Regions from separate parts of the Zea mays genome. Here regions 1 and 3 are each linked to region 2. The links are chromatin contacts, called in public Hi-C maps. All regions are on one chromosome and are shown on one strand. Each heading gives the region's core, a stretch centred on a gene start, on an enhancer-like site or on the middle of the called end of the contact. The rest is flanking DNA. Distances are from core to core; before and after follow the strand shown. Region 1 holds the start of LOC100282904. Region 2 holds the start of LOC100381565. Region 3 holds the start of LOC103643997 (protein LIFEGUARD 2).

Region 1 (4,332 bases), core at 517-3,016, 440 kb before region 2:
ATCAAAGCTCCACACCCACCATCATGAGCACGGATAGTTATTGTGCATGTTGATGGGATTGGCGTTTCTATGTAACCAGCTTCAGAACGCCGTATGATGCCATCAGTTTCTTGCTGTGCATTAAGTTGTATACCACCAACTCCAGCTGTCTTTAGCTTTAGAACCATCTCCTCATACATCGCATTGGCCTAGACAATTATTTTACAACCATTAAAGCACTAACTTATACATGCAAGTGTTATATGGGTACAGTTTTTAGCTTAAATATGGGGCAGATATTTCAAGGCTGGTGTAAGAAGGTCACTTACAAGGATACACTTCGGCAATCAACGCAAATTATAGAATTAAATTAACAAAATTCTACCAAGAGAAATATTCTCCTTTGGAACGCAGGAATTTTATATGAATGATATAGGAATTTCACAGGAATTAGTTCAAAAACACAGGAAAAACGCAGGATTCAGGAAATTTTCCTTTGTTTCAAAAGAGCCCGTACTGTTGTTTGTATCATTATGGTATGATAAGCATCCATGTTTTGATGTATCTAAAATTCTCCATTGGTTATTAGAGTATAATTGCAATTATGAATTATGATAAAGGAATATACATTGGCAATAGGTAAAGTTAATTTGTCTACCAGGCTCAGTAGGCAAGCCACAAGCATAATGCTTGGAAAGTCCCTTATTTCAGATATCACATATTGCAAACCTGCATTTTTAGCAATAGAAGGAAAATAAGGTACCTCATTGAGCCTCTCGGCATCCTTCATCTTCTCTAGCATCCATCGATCAACCAGATTTTGGTTCTCATCCTCTGCAGCTTTTAGTTTCGTCAATGCTTGTTCAAGCTCGGATTTCACTGTCTGATGCTCTTGAATGAGAAGATCTAAGGCTTTTATTTTTTCGTCAAGCGACTGCTTTAGTTGTACATTCTCTTCGCTGAAGAAGTTTTGCACAAGTGCTAAGTACCATGTTGTCCACAACTGTGACCAAGATTAGCAAAAATAAATCACATTTAATACCTTGTCTTCTCAAGTTCAGCCTGCAAACTTGTAACCATCGCTTCCTTCTCTTTGAGCAGTGCTTTTGATACTTTACCTTCTTCTATCTCAGTCACAAGCTGCTCAGAGAGCCGGGATTGCGCCTTGTAGCATTGCTGCAGCTCTAACTCATGCTTCTCAGCCTTCTCCTTCCACTCCAAAGCCTACAAGGAGTTAACAAAACAACCTCTCCTTCACTAAACACCCAAATTACCGTCCAAAATTCTCGAAAAAAATTCGGGATATCCTGGCGATACAAACAGTTGAAATCAGTAGGCTAAGTAATATGATCAGTGACACACATTCGTTTGCAGACTTCAAAGTACGATCAAACAGGGGAGGAGTAAAGTGCAAGATTGGGAAAAGTAGGGAGAGGAGAATAAGAGATTGGCCTCACGTGGGCGGCGAAGGGACGGGTTAGCGCCTCGATGGCCGGGCTGTGCGCCCCTTCCTCGGCGAGATGCCTCCGTTTCAGCGACCGCAGGGCGCGCCGGATCGCCGCCCTACCAGCCTCGGCCTCGACCATCGTCCTGCACACACCCGGCAACAACAGCAAAGCGACCCCTCGTGTCAGGCAAACAGCAAAGAAGAAATAAACTGCGTTAGCTGCCGAGTTGAAGGATTCCAAACATTCTCCCGTGGATTTCGGCAGCAGCCGTGCGTCCGGTGGCTCCAGTTCTCGGCCAGGGCGCCTCGGTTCCGGTCTTCCTTGAAGACTAGACGAAACTAGAAGAAAGAGGAAGACGAGAGCGGAGGCGGCGTCCGGGCCTGCAAGTGGACTTGGACTCGTGCTAGATAGCGTGGGCCCGTACATGGGCCTTTGGCCCAAGCCCAAAACATGGCCCTTTGGGTCCGATGGTTCGTAAGGAATATTCCGGGCTTGGGGGCCACGCATAGTTTCTTCTCCGCTTCCTCCGCTGCCTCGCTTTCCGGCGAAAGTATCGGCCGCTGCGTCCTCCACACCTACCCCACAGGCGCATTGTTCGGCTGTTTCCGTCTCCCCGAACGGCCGAACCCTGTCGTTTGCCCGGGCGCCTCGCTGTCGTCGAGTCTGAACCGTGCTGCGTCGCGGAGGGAAGTGAGTGACATAGAGATAGGGGAAAAGGAAGATCAGATATAATGGCGGTTGCCGTCCTGTTGCGGCAGAGGGCGCTCTCGTCGCCCCACGCGGTCTCATGCCGAAATGGTTCGTACTGCCTTGAGCGGTTGGATCCTTGGGCGTTGCGTATGATAGCTGGTTGGTTTGTTTGTTCTTTTGGTTGGGGTCGGGTGCCATGTGTTCGGTAGAATGCCAAAACCAAGCGCGCCTACTGCAGACATTACCGAACAGTGGTGGTATAGTCTCTATTCGCAGGTTATCAGTAGCATAACTATGTTGTGTTTCATATCTGATTGCATAAATGAGCAGTTGGAAAAGGCGATACTTTTCCTGCTGGGTTGTGATTGTTGTTTTCTTTTCTCTTTTGATGAATATACCATAGCTCTGGAGAAATTTATAATACTAGGAACAAGAAATTGTGGTCCTAATTATGGTGTATGTATGACATGTATGGAATGGACAGCACAGTGTTGCATCATGGTTATGCTATTGTTTCGTACTTCTTTGTATTGTGCTTGATTTTTTTTTGATGGTAACAGGAGGGGGTGAGGGCTCCTCTACTGGATAGATTAAAGAGCAAAAATTTTATTTACAGACATTATGAAAAAGGATAAAGGAAAAGAGAGAAAGAAAGTAAAAATTACACGCCCAGCTATTTAACCACGCTGGCATGACATTCTGATGTGCTTAAATATTTGCTTTAGTACTTCACCTTGTTCCAGTGTCAAAGCATCTGGTGGTTCTATTCATTAGACATTGTTCTTACATATCTGAATTGTTTTTCTGTCTAACAAAGCTCCATGCTCTGTACAGCTGTATATACTAGTGGCCTTTTTTCCAATTCCGATCTACACTCAAAGGTGAATTCTACTAGTTTGAGATTTTGGAGGACCTACCATAATTCTGGGAAGTTTGATTTGACTGATCTGACGTAAGAATCAATATGTATCCTGTTGACCTGTGTAAAATTCAAGCCTTTTCCATGCATATTCAAATTTGGGTGCATAAATTTCATGCATTTTGTACCATACATTCAACACAATCCATTTCTTTACCCCTAACTAACCTTCCAGTCTGGGATGCTGTGACCCAGCATTATTCACTATAACAAAAAAATGAAGTCCAATTCATAGTTAGTTATTATTACTGGCTTGAATTATGTGTACAGTTCAAAATAACCGGGACCGGGATGCACTTATATTGTAGTTCATTTAGTTCTCCCTAGCAATGATCATGCCTTTTCTTTTATTGGAATGGTCCAATGTCTATGCTGAAAGGGTAATGTGAACCTAAAGGTTTTTTTTCGCATGCTAGCGTGCAGCATACTATCTTCTCATTTATTTTCCCATGTAAACTTCAATTAAGCTGTGTGCTACTTTGGACAACAGGCATCCTCATATGTGGTACCCGAAAGCTCGAGAAAAGAAGCGTAATGTGTTTTTACATGTTGGCCCTACAAATAGTGGGAAAACTTATAGTGCTCTCAAGAGGCTAGAAGCAAGCTCTTCAGGTACTATTTTGACCATCCTGTACTAAAGAACGTACTGTTATCATGGTTGCTGAGTTCTCTTCAAATTTTGTAGGTGTGTACTGTGGACCTCTGAGATTGTTAGCAAGAGAGGTAGCCCAAAGGTTAAACAAAGTTAACGTCCCTTGTAACCTGATTACTGGACAAGAAAGGAATGAAATTGAAGGTGCAAAACATAGCTCAGTGACAGTTGAGATGGCTGATATGACAACTAACTATCAATGTGCTGTTATTGATGAAATTCAGGTACTTAAAGTAACACTAACACTGATCTGTAGACTACCAGGATGTGATATTAGATATGTATGTAAATAACTACAGATAGTAAGTTAGAGGCTTGTGAATTTGATTTTATTTTTTAATAAATGATAAAACAATTGTGTTTCTCATTGTCAATAAATAGTTATTTGGAATACTCCATCATTCTAATTTTGTATTATTCCATGGAATAGATGGTTGGCTGTAAATCAAGGGGTTATTCGTTCACACGTGCACTTCTGGGACTTTGTTCAGATGAACTTCATGTCTGCGGTGACCCAGCTGCTGTTCCCCTTATCCAGCGAATTCTTGAAGCTACTGGTGATGTAGTTACGGTAATCTAGATTTAGTAACCAAATGGACAATACTGCTATTGAGGACTTATATATTATTTTTTTGTCCATTATG
Region 2 (4,260 bases), core at 434-2,933:
GGGGACGACATGGGGTGGGGTGGGGAAGTCTAGCGAGACAGTGTACATGTCACAGGGTTGTTTCGAGGCGTTGGCAGGAGCGGGCTGCACGAGAGTGGTTTGCATGACTTGCATGGGGGTAGATGCGACTTCGTGGTGAATATAGTTTCAATAGTTGATGATTAAGGACATCGATGCCAAGGTCAAATATGGATTTGTGGTAGACATTACTGTTAACAACAACCATCTATGTTAGTTTTATTAATCTTGAGATCAACCATATATGTGGAAAAGACTGTTTAGGGTTTTTGAGATAACATTTTTTGAAGTATAATATTAAGAATGGCCACTTGAGAACCGTACATGAGAAGTATATCATATTGATAATGGAACTTTTATGTGACCCAAGGAGACATGGGTTATTGTCTATTTGTAATTATTTTATTTGGACAATGCCTTATGTCTTGTTATGTGTACATGCTTCTATAGGGTTTTACACAATTAAACCCTTCCTATTATTCTGTAGAAACATGTCTAGATCATTGATCTTATAGTTACCTAATCACACTGCCCCCTTATGTCTCCTCTCAATAATATATACCATGCATCGTATTATCTCTATCAACTTTTAAAACCATTTCCCATATTTCTGCCTTATTAGTGAATCATTTTCCATCTTTGCTACCTAGTTCCATAAGTTTTCTATGCCAATGTTAAACACTGATATTATCCTGTAACTCTACTTCATGCCTCGTGGATCTACAGTAATTTACAACATGATTCCTGTCTCAGGGTAGCATCAGACAATTCATTTCCTTATGTGACTTATAGCGCCACTCTTACTCAAACTTTGTTTCTGATAACTAAATCTCTGACTATCTTTAAGATCGAAGAGCGGTTTCTAACAATCTAGGTCTAATGTTGAAAAGGCGCCTAAGACTAGGATCGACAAATGTCTCGTTTTTCTACTCATCATGTTCGATGGGTTCGAGATGATGATGGAATATAAGATCCATATGATCTTGCCTCTTTTTTTGTAATTAGAGTTCATTTAGTCTGATATGATTAGACCCGACAAAAAGGTAGGATTGAATGAGTCTCCAAACTAGATACTTTTTTATAATTTTGCAGTCATTTATCTATTTCAACAACATATACTAAATATGACACTTATCGAGAATAAGTACTTAGGGCTTGTTTGTTTTGTGTCTAACTGTGCCACACTTTTTCTAATTGAATAACTAACCTTAAACAAAAAAGTTAGACAAAATGTGCCAAGGTAGACAGGGAACCAAACATGTCTTTAATATATATATATATATATATATATATATATATATATATATAAAATAAAGCAAAAGGAAAATAAATTATCTTGACCATGAACATTTCCCTCTATTGTCACTCACCAAACACCAAATAGGCATCCCGACGAAAGGGAGATATTCATCACGCTTTGGAGCCGGGAGCCAATAGCTATCCTATGCCAAAGTCGATAAAGATAGAATGTAAACACGCACGAACAAAGACAAGGTCATAGTATTGTTACCTACAAACAAAAATAAAAGTAAAAGGAGAAAAAGAAAATACTAGGGAAACGTAGCAAGCAACCAGGCCGCAGGGCGCAAGGCTCAAGCCTCAAGCCAACAACCGAATAGAGAGAGCAGAGGACGCACTACAAGGCCGCACAGACGGAGCAGAGCAGCTAGAGGAGAGAGGCGGCGTCGCGGCGAGGTGGAAGAGAGAGAGAGAGAGAGAGTGGTGAAGGTGCGTGGGTTAAAAAGAGGAAACAAAAAAGAAAACGAGCGAGGCAGAAAACACAAGCAAAGAGACGACAGCAAAAATAGGAGGCCGGAGGCGGGCGAGGAACGTGAATAAAATATCATTCGGAGAAACAAGAGAGGCCGGGGAATCGCGTCGGAATTCCGGCGAATCGGCGGGATCCGGCCGGGATCTGCGCGCCGGATGAGGGGTCGGCACCATGAAATGGTCCACATTACTCAGTAAGGTCGTCTTCGCCGGCGGCCAGCAGCAGCAGCCGCCACCTCCGCCGTCGCCGCCGCCGGAGTCTCCGTTCCACGGCCAGCAGGCGGTCCAGGACCTCGCCACCCCGAGGCTCAGCTCCGCCTCCACCGGCGGGGACGAGGGCGGCTTCGACGCGGCGGCCGGGAGCTCGCCCTCTGCCGCTGCGTCCTCTGCCAGGTGGGTCCCCCAGCCGAGTCTAACGCCTCTCTTCTCTCTACTGGTCTCGCGTTGTCTGAATCAAATCCTGTGTCTGGTCTGGTGATGCCAGCTCCGATGCGATCCCGTTACTCCCGTTTTCCGGGTTTAGCAATGGCTGTCGGATTTAGATTGGGAGAGGGTTCGATCGCAGATGCTTGCCTTTTCGTTTCATCTTCCCGCCCTTGTCTGTTTGGTGATTCAGTTGGTAGATGCGGGATTATGTGTTGTATTAACGTTTTGACTCATAGGATTGATATCAGTGAATGTTTTTTAGCTCGAGCTTGGCGATAGTGCTGCAGTGATGCTCGACTAAGATTGTGCCTTGGAGAGAAATGATGCCGGACTAGTACGGTGGTTGCGCGAGTCGGTAGCTGCATAGTCAATTTTATGATCTGTATGCCACGCCTGAAGGCTACGGCCCTTGTCCTTTTGGTTTGTCATGCTTTTGTAGAACAACGGGGCTTATGTGTTTTTGCATTTCTCGTAGCAGAGAAAGTGGAACTTTTAGCAGTCTTGTTTGGGGTGAACTTCATGACTCTGGTTTGCTTCATGTGCCGATTTATGTTTGAACTGGGATGCTGTAAGATGATTGGGGCACATGCCATTCTAAGTTTGTGTGAAGTTCGGTTGACTGTGTTACATTGTTTCTCGAGTTACCATGCTGCTAGGGATACACTCCTTCATTGATTTTTCGGTTAAATTTCCTGTGTTAGAGCAGTGACTTATTCATACACTTGCCATTATACTATCCTTTGCCTGAACGAACTATATAATCACTTGGTAAAGGGACAAATACTATGGTAATAATTGTTAGTTAAGTTTGTTATCAGCTATCTTTTCTTGGACACTGTATAGTACTTGGAGCTGATAACAAAAGTATGTTCCTCTTATAGGTTTCTATTTACTTTTTTTCCTGCTAATCTCTTCAAGCTAACTCATGTACGTGTATGGATCACATTCTCACATGGGTATATGCAGCATAGGTTATGTTCCTGTATTCTAGATTTCAACAATTAAATCAAGAATTTATGTCCATTTAGGAATTTGGTTCTGCTATTTTAAATGAACAATATATGCTTCTGCAAAAAATCTTCATGTTCTCCATCTTAACCAAGGATGCAAGTGGGTCTCTGATGGTGTTTTGTGGGTCAGCTAGCTGAGTTCACGTCTCCCCTTAAATTAATTAATTGGCATGCAATTCTAGTTCATTTTAGCAAGTTTGGATTGACCCAATGACCCAAAAACATGTGGGACTTACATCCTTAATCTTAACATTATTTCTCTTGTACTCAGGGGGAGAAATGAATTGGAGTCGGACTTTAGGAGATTATGGGAAGAATTTCGCTCTTCCAGCTCTGAAAAGGTACCATGACACTTGTTTTTATTTTTTTCACCATAAATCAACAATAAGACCTCGTGAGCTGATTCTTGCCTTGACATTGTGTTCTGTTTTTCTCTCTGCAGGAGAAAGAAAGGGCCTTAAATTTGGCTGTAGATGTCTTCTGTAGGCTAGTGAAGCAGTATTCTAGTGTAGCTCAATTAGTTACAAAGTATGAGTCTTTACAATTGCACACACCACTTCAATAAGTTATTATGCTGTTACATTACATTTATTTCAGTGAGTTCATGTCTACTCACTATTTTGTAAAACTGAATAATGGTCTTCTATTTTTTTCCATCATAATTTCTACAGGTTAGTAGAAGGACATATTTTTTCTTTTGTTATTGGAAGAGCTTTTGTTACTGATGTGGAGAAACTAAGAATCCACAGCAAAGGAAGACCGCTGCGTGTGGCTGATGTTATTGGCTTCTTTTCGGATACCACAGAGGTTTGTTCTTATATTATTTATCTAGTGCAGTTTCTGGGTTCCATGTGGTCAAACACTCTATTAACTTGTTGGTTCCGTGATCCAGCTTGGTATATGTCCAGGATCAAATTTGTTGTACGCAGTCGAAGTGCTTGTGACTGAGGTTAGTGAAATTGCTACAATATGACAAAAAGTCTATTTTTTCATGCAGTATATTGTCTGTTATGCAACGTTAATTAAAGCATGCTAT
Region 3 (4,318 bases), core at 1,310-3,809, 380 kb before region 2:
CGGATCGAGCGAAACGAATCCACGGGATGGGGATTTCGCGTCCTGATCTCAAGGATTGGGCGAAACAGGGACCCAGGGACGACTCATCCTTCCCTTGGCCCTATGGAGTCGGACCCACGGGTCGAACAATATGTGGTCGCTTTTGCGATGTACTCCATGATATTCACCTCTTACACAAATCTAATTTAGAAGATATAGCAAAAAGAAAACTTAAAAAGAATAAAGTATATCCAAGACTTGTAGTCGATATAAGCGAATGAAAAATAGCTTAACCAATAAGTGAAACAACAATTATGGATTACATTAAATTTCAACTCTAACCTACTCCACTCTAATATAGTTGCAACTAAGAGACTTTATTATATCGCTTGAAACTAATTAATGTTATCGTTGTTGCCGCAAGTAAAAAATAATAATCTTATCACAAAACTTTCAACTTTCACCATCATACCACGTTAGTTTCTTTAATCCATATAGAACACTCTTGTGAAACAAAACTGTTGCCTATAACTAAAAACTTCATTATTATTGTTGTTGTTGCATATAATAATAATAATAATAATAATAATAATAATAATAATTTATCTTAAAATTTTCACGTTTTTAGCATACCACATCAGCTTTTTTAGTATCTACGGAACTCGTACCTACAAAACTCTTGTTAACCAAGACTGGAACTAGTTTAATAGTATAGTAGTGTGCATTCTTTTGGGTACGATCGTTCCGAAAACAGTAGCACTTTCTTTGGGACCAGGCGATCAGTATACAAAGTTCGTTGCTACGGACACATTTACAAGTGCAGAAAGTCACGAAAAACATAAGAAAACGTTAGAGAAGGAAGACTGCCTGGGCCCTGGGCTTCTAATGGGCCGGCTCTGAGGATGACTCGGATATTCAAATGGAATATTAATTGCAGCAGGGCGCCCGATCAAATATTATGAAAAACACTACTATCATTTATTGATAATATCACTAGATTAATCAAAATATATTTTCATACAAATAAAAAGGTTAATGATATAATGTTTTATATAAAGGCTCGAACTTGCTTGGTTATTTTTTCCGACTCGAGACGAGGTTTTCATTCTTTTCGAGTACTCCCACTCGGGCTATGTACCTCAACCTCACGCTAGAGGGGGGGGGGGGGTGGGGGGGGGGGGGGGGGGGGGGGGGAGAGCAAAAAGAAGAATTAAGATGACAAAAAATATATACACCAGTTAGAACCACCAAGTTTCGTTAAACAATCTCGGCAAGCAAAGCGACGGTCATGGCCAAAACAATTATTTCACTTTACGGGCTGATTGTGATCAGGGATCACCCTGGCTGCCTCCCTGGTCACCAAACCAGCTCTGCTCTACAGAGTAATATTCCAGCAGATATCAAGTGAGGTAGGGCAAGGCACATTCCAACACCCTCTGGCTGCGCCATAGGCAGCTGTCAGGTACCTCGTAGCCGTGCTCACGAATCCGCCGCCCGGAAGAGCGTGACGAGGGAGAGGAAGAGGTTGATGACGTCGAGGTAGAGCGCGACGGCGGCCCAGACGTACTCGTCGTAGGAGTAGCGCTTGATGAGGTTGTCGGTGTCGTAGATGATGTAGCCGCAGAAGACGAGCGCCGCCAGCCCCCCGTAGATCATGAGCGAGATGCGGCCGAGCGGGAAGAAGAGCTGGATGAGCGCGAACAACATGAGGATCATGACGGCGGCGAACAGGAACGGGCCCAGGAAGTTGAAGTCGTGGCCGCGCTTCGCCGCCCAGAAGGTGTACGCCGTGAGGCTCAGCACCACCACCGCCGTGAGGACCGCCGACTCGAGGATCACCTCGCCTTTGGTGAAGGCGCAGGTGAGGCCGACGGCGAAGCTGATGGCGACCGTGAAGAGGCCGAGCAGCAGCAGGTTCACCGGGTGGCGCTGGTAGTAGTAGTACAGGGGGCACAGCACTGCAGGACGTACGTGCGAACGCACGGGAGCAACGAGTCAGCTTCGTTCGTTTCCATCAATCAGAGCAAAGCCGAAACCGAAGCGAATCGAGCCAGAGTCGTGCGTACCTATGAACGGGAGGATGATGAGGAAGATGTAGAGCCCGAAGCCCGCGGCCGTGGAGACGAAGAAGAGCGCGACGGGGCGGACGTACACGACGACGGCGGCGACGGCGACGGTGAGCAGCATCTGGATGGAGAGGATGCTGTAGACCTTCCGGATGAAGGCCCAGCGCAGGCGCGGGTCCTCCAGCATCATCGGGTACAGCGGCCGCGCTGCCTGCCCCGTCTCCGCATCGCCGGCGTACCACTCCGGGCCCTTCGGCGGCGGACGGAAGTACATCCTTCTAATTCTCCTCTTCCTCCGCCTCCTCTGTTCCTCGGTCACCGCCCTCTGCCCGTGTATAGGAAACGCGGCTGGCACTCGGACCTCTCACGGTCACGGCTTCTTGTTCTTGGTCGCTGTCGTTGTGCTTGTGCGCTGGTGGTTGTTGCGCTGAACGGCTTGCCAGGCGGGGAGGTGTTTAAAGGAGGCGCGGAATAGAGGGGCCAACCCAATGCCGGAGAGCGCAGGATGGCGCGAGAGAGGGAGTGAAGGTTCGCGAGGATTCCGTCCCTTCGGCGGTGCGGGTGGTCCGACGTGGCGGGGACCGGAGGCTGACACGTGGGGCACTGGTGCGCGGACGGCATTCTAATCGCGTGTCTGTCTGTCTGTCTGGTGGACTCTGTCTGATTTCTTGAAGGGAGGAGAGTAGAGAACGGGGCCGGAACTCGGAAGTGATACCCCCATTGCTTTTATTTTTGCTTAGCAGGCCGGGGTATCTCCGCAAGCCCGCAACAGGCCAACAGCCAACAGGCAACTGGCATGCGTTTTCTTCTGTGGCTCGCCCGTGCTTTCTAGTTTGTCCAGCCTAATTTATCGGGGTCTCTCTTGGGAATAATAATGGGTATCTAAAATCTGACTACTCGGTTGGTTTTATTCGATATAAAAGCGGACACGGAATGTTTTTTTACTCGTGGATATTTTAATAAATAAGAACATCTACCCATTGATAGACGGATATGGGTTGGTACTACACATACCCGTCTACCTATATGTACAATATACTCGTATCAATACCATTATAACCATCTAATAGAATTCATCTTAGCTAAAATAAAACATTTCTCTAGCTATTATTTATCTAGCTAACAAGTTATGTAATCATATCATTTGTTATATGTAAAGTTAAACTTATTTTTTATGTTTATTTAATATTTTGAGTGATTGATATATTGGAATTTAAGACTTTTCTAATGGGTATGGTTTATCCAACAGGTAAAATTACCCGTGCGGGTACGGTATCGGGATCTATCTTGGCAAAGCAAAACATAAGCAACAGTAGATACGGTAATATCTGGGAACCGTTATCATCGTCAATGTGCCCGTGGCTCTTATACCGTGCTTCAGTTTATCCGTATAATCACCTAAAATACTGTTTTTTATAATAGAGTTTAGATATAGATATAAAAATGAATACATTATAGAGATAGTCGTAAATGGTTGTATAGTTTCATGTTAAGGAGTTTTCACCTTTTACTGGCTTCACATGCCAATTTTAATTTTTTCATACATGACTTCCGGGCTCCAGCAAACGTCAGGAAGGGACATGCAGCACCGACACCAACTCGGCACTGGGCTCTCTCTCTCTAACAGATGCGTAGAAACGTCCTCAAACCGCATATAGGGAGGGAGAGCACTGTATCAACCGCATATAAGGAGCTAGCTGAGCTCGGCGGTCGGCCTCCGCAGCGAGTGCGGTGAGCTGCTCTCTACGCCCAGCGAGCGTCTGCACGGCACGCGCACTGGAGAAGATGAGCAGTACACATCGAAGGCGAGCACCGGCTTGCTAGCCGCGGTGTGCAGGCGTGGTGTTTGATAAAATGCCAATGCCAGGTGATGTAGCAGGCACACCCCAACTGTTGGAAAAAAAACAATTAAATATATGTGGTAGTTCATATAGGAGAGATAGGTGGGGGGGGGGGGATTTTAGGAGATATATTGAATGTAATGGTGAAATCTTTTAAGGGAATGTATTAAAATATAGTAGAAAGTATAGATATCGTCTCGTTCTCCGACTAGTGAGTTGGGTGCAACACCCTCATCGTCAACAAAAGAAGTTAGCAATTCTTCTTTTTGGCAAAACGCATCGACCTAGTCGTCTTCAAATCAATAACCAGCAATGCAAGTAGTATGTAAAAGTTTCCTAGGGTTTACCTTGTGAACTACCCACCATGCTTCTAACTTTGGGCTTGGGTATGATATATAGTACATCTGCTCGCAGTGGTGTGCAACGATAAAA

Evidence for each region. Hi-C and Micro-C count contacts between places; a contact is called where the count stands out from the background.
Region 1: a Hi-C map of endosperm shows a contact between it and region 2, with 2.7 times the contacts expected there. The contact joins the promoter of LOC100282904 here to the promoter of LOC100381565 in region 2. A contact is called at or near these places in 7 of 25 Hi-C or Micro-C datasets (bundle sheath, ear, endosperm and 1 more).
Region 3: a contact with region 2 is called in a Hi-C map of ear, with 2.5 times the contacts expected there. The contact joins the promoter of LOC103643997 here to the promoter of LOC100381565 in region 2. A contact is called at or near these places in 4 of 25 Hi-C or Micro-C datasets (ear, leaf and tassel).

Annotation. Positions count from the first base shown.
Region 1 is chr1:282,344,378-282,348,709 of Zm-B73-REFERENCE-NAM-5.0, reverse strand. LOC100282904 reads right to left here and starts at 1,766. Exons shown (of 4, transcript NM_001371887.1): 1 at 1,437-1,766; 2 at 1,022-1,203; 3 at 743-938; 4 at 1-188. The coding sequence starts at 1,565. LOC100273495 (ATP-dependent RNA helicase SUV3, mitochondrial) reads left to right here and starts at 1,909. Exons shown (of 17, transcript XM_008667183.4): 1 at 1,909-2,225; 2 at 2,952-3,069; 3 at 3,527-3,648; 4 at 3,722-3,912; 5 at 4,119-4,259. The coding sequence starts at 2,159.
Region 2 is chr1:281,902,770-281,907,029 of Zm-B73-REFERENCE-NAM-5.0, reverse strand. LOC100381565 reads left to right here and starts at 1,683. Exons shown (of 19, transcript NM_001361447.1): 1 at 1,683-2,181; 2 at 3,496-3,565; 3 at 3,667-3,752; 4 at 3,896-4,031; 5 at 4,117-4,173. The coding sequence starts at 1,961.
Region 3 is chr1:282,283,769-282,288,086 of Zm-B73-REFERENCE-NAM-5.0, reverse strand. It overlaps LOC103643997 (protein LIFEGUARD 2), which reads right to left and starts at 2,559. Exons shown (of 2, transcript XM_008667181.4): 1 at 2,046-2,559; 2 at 1,185-1,937. The coding sequence starts at 2,319. The coding sequence ends at 1,459.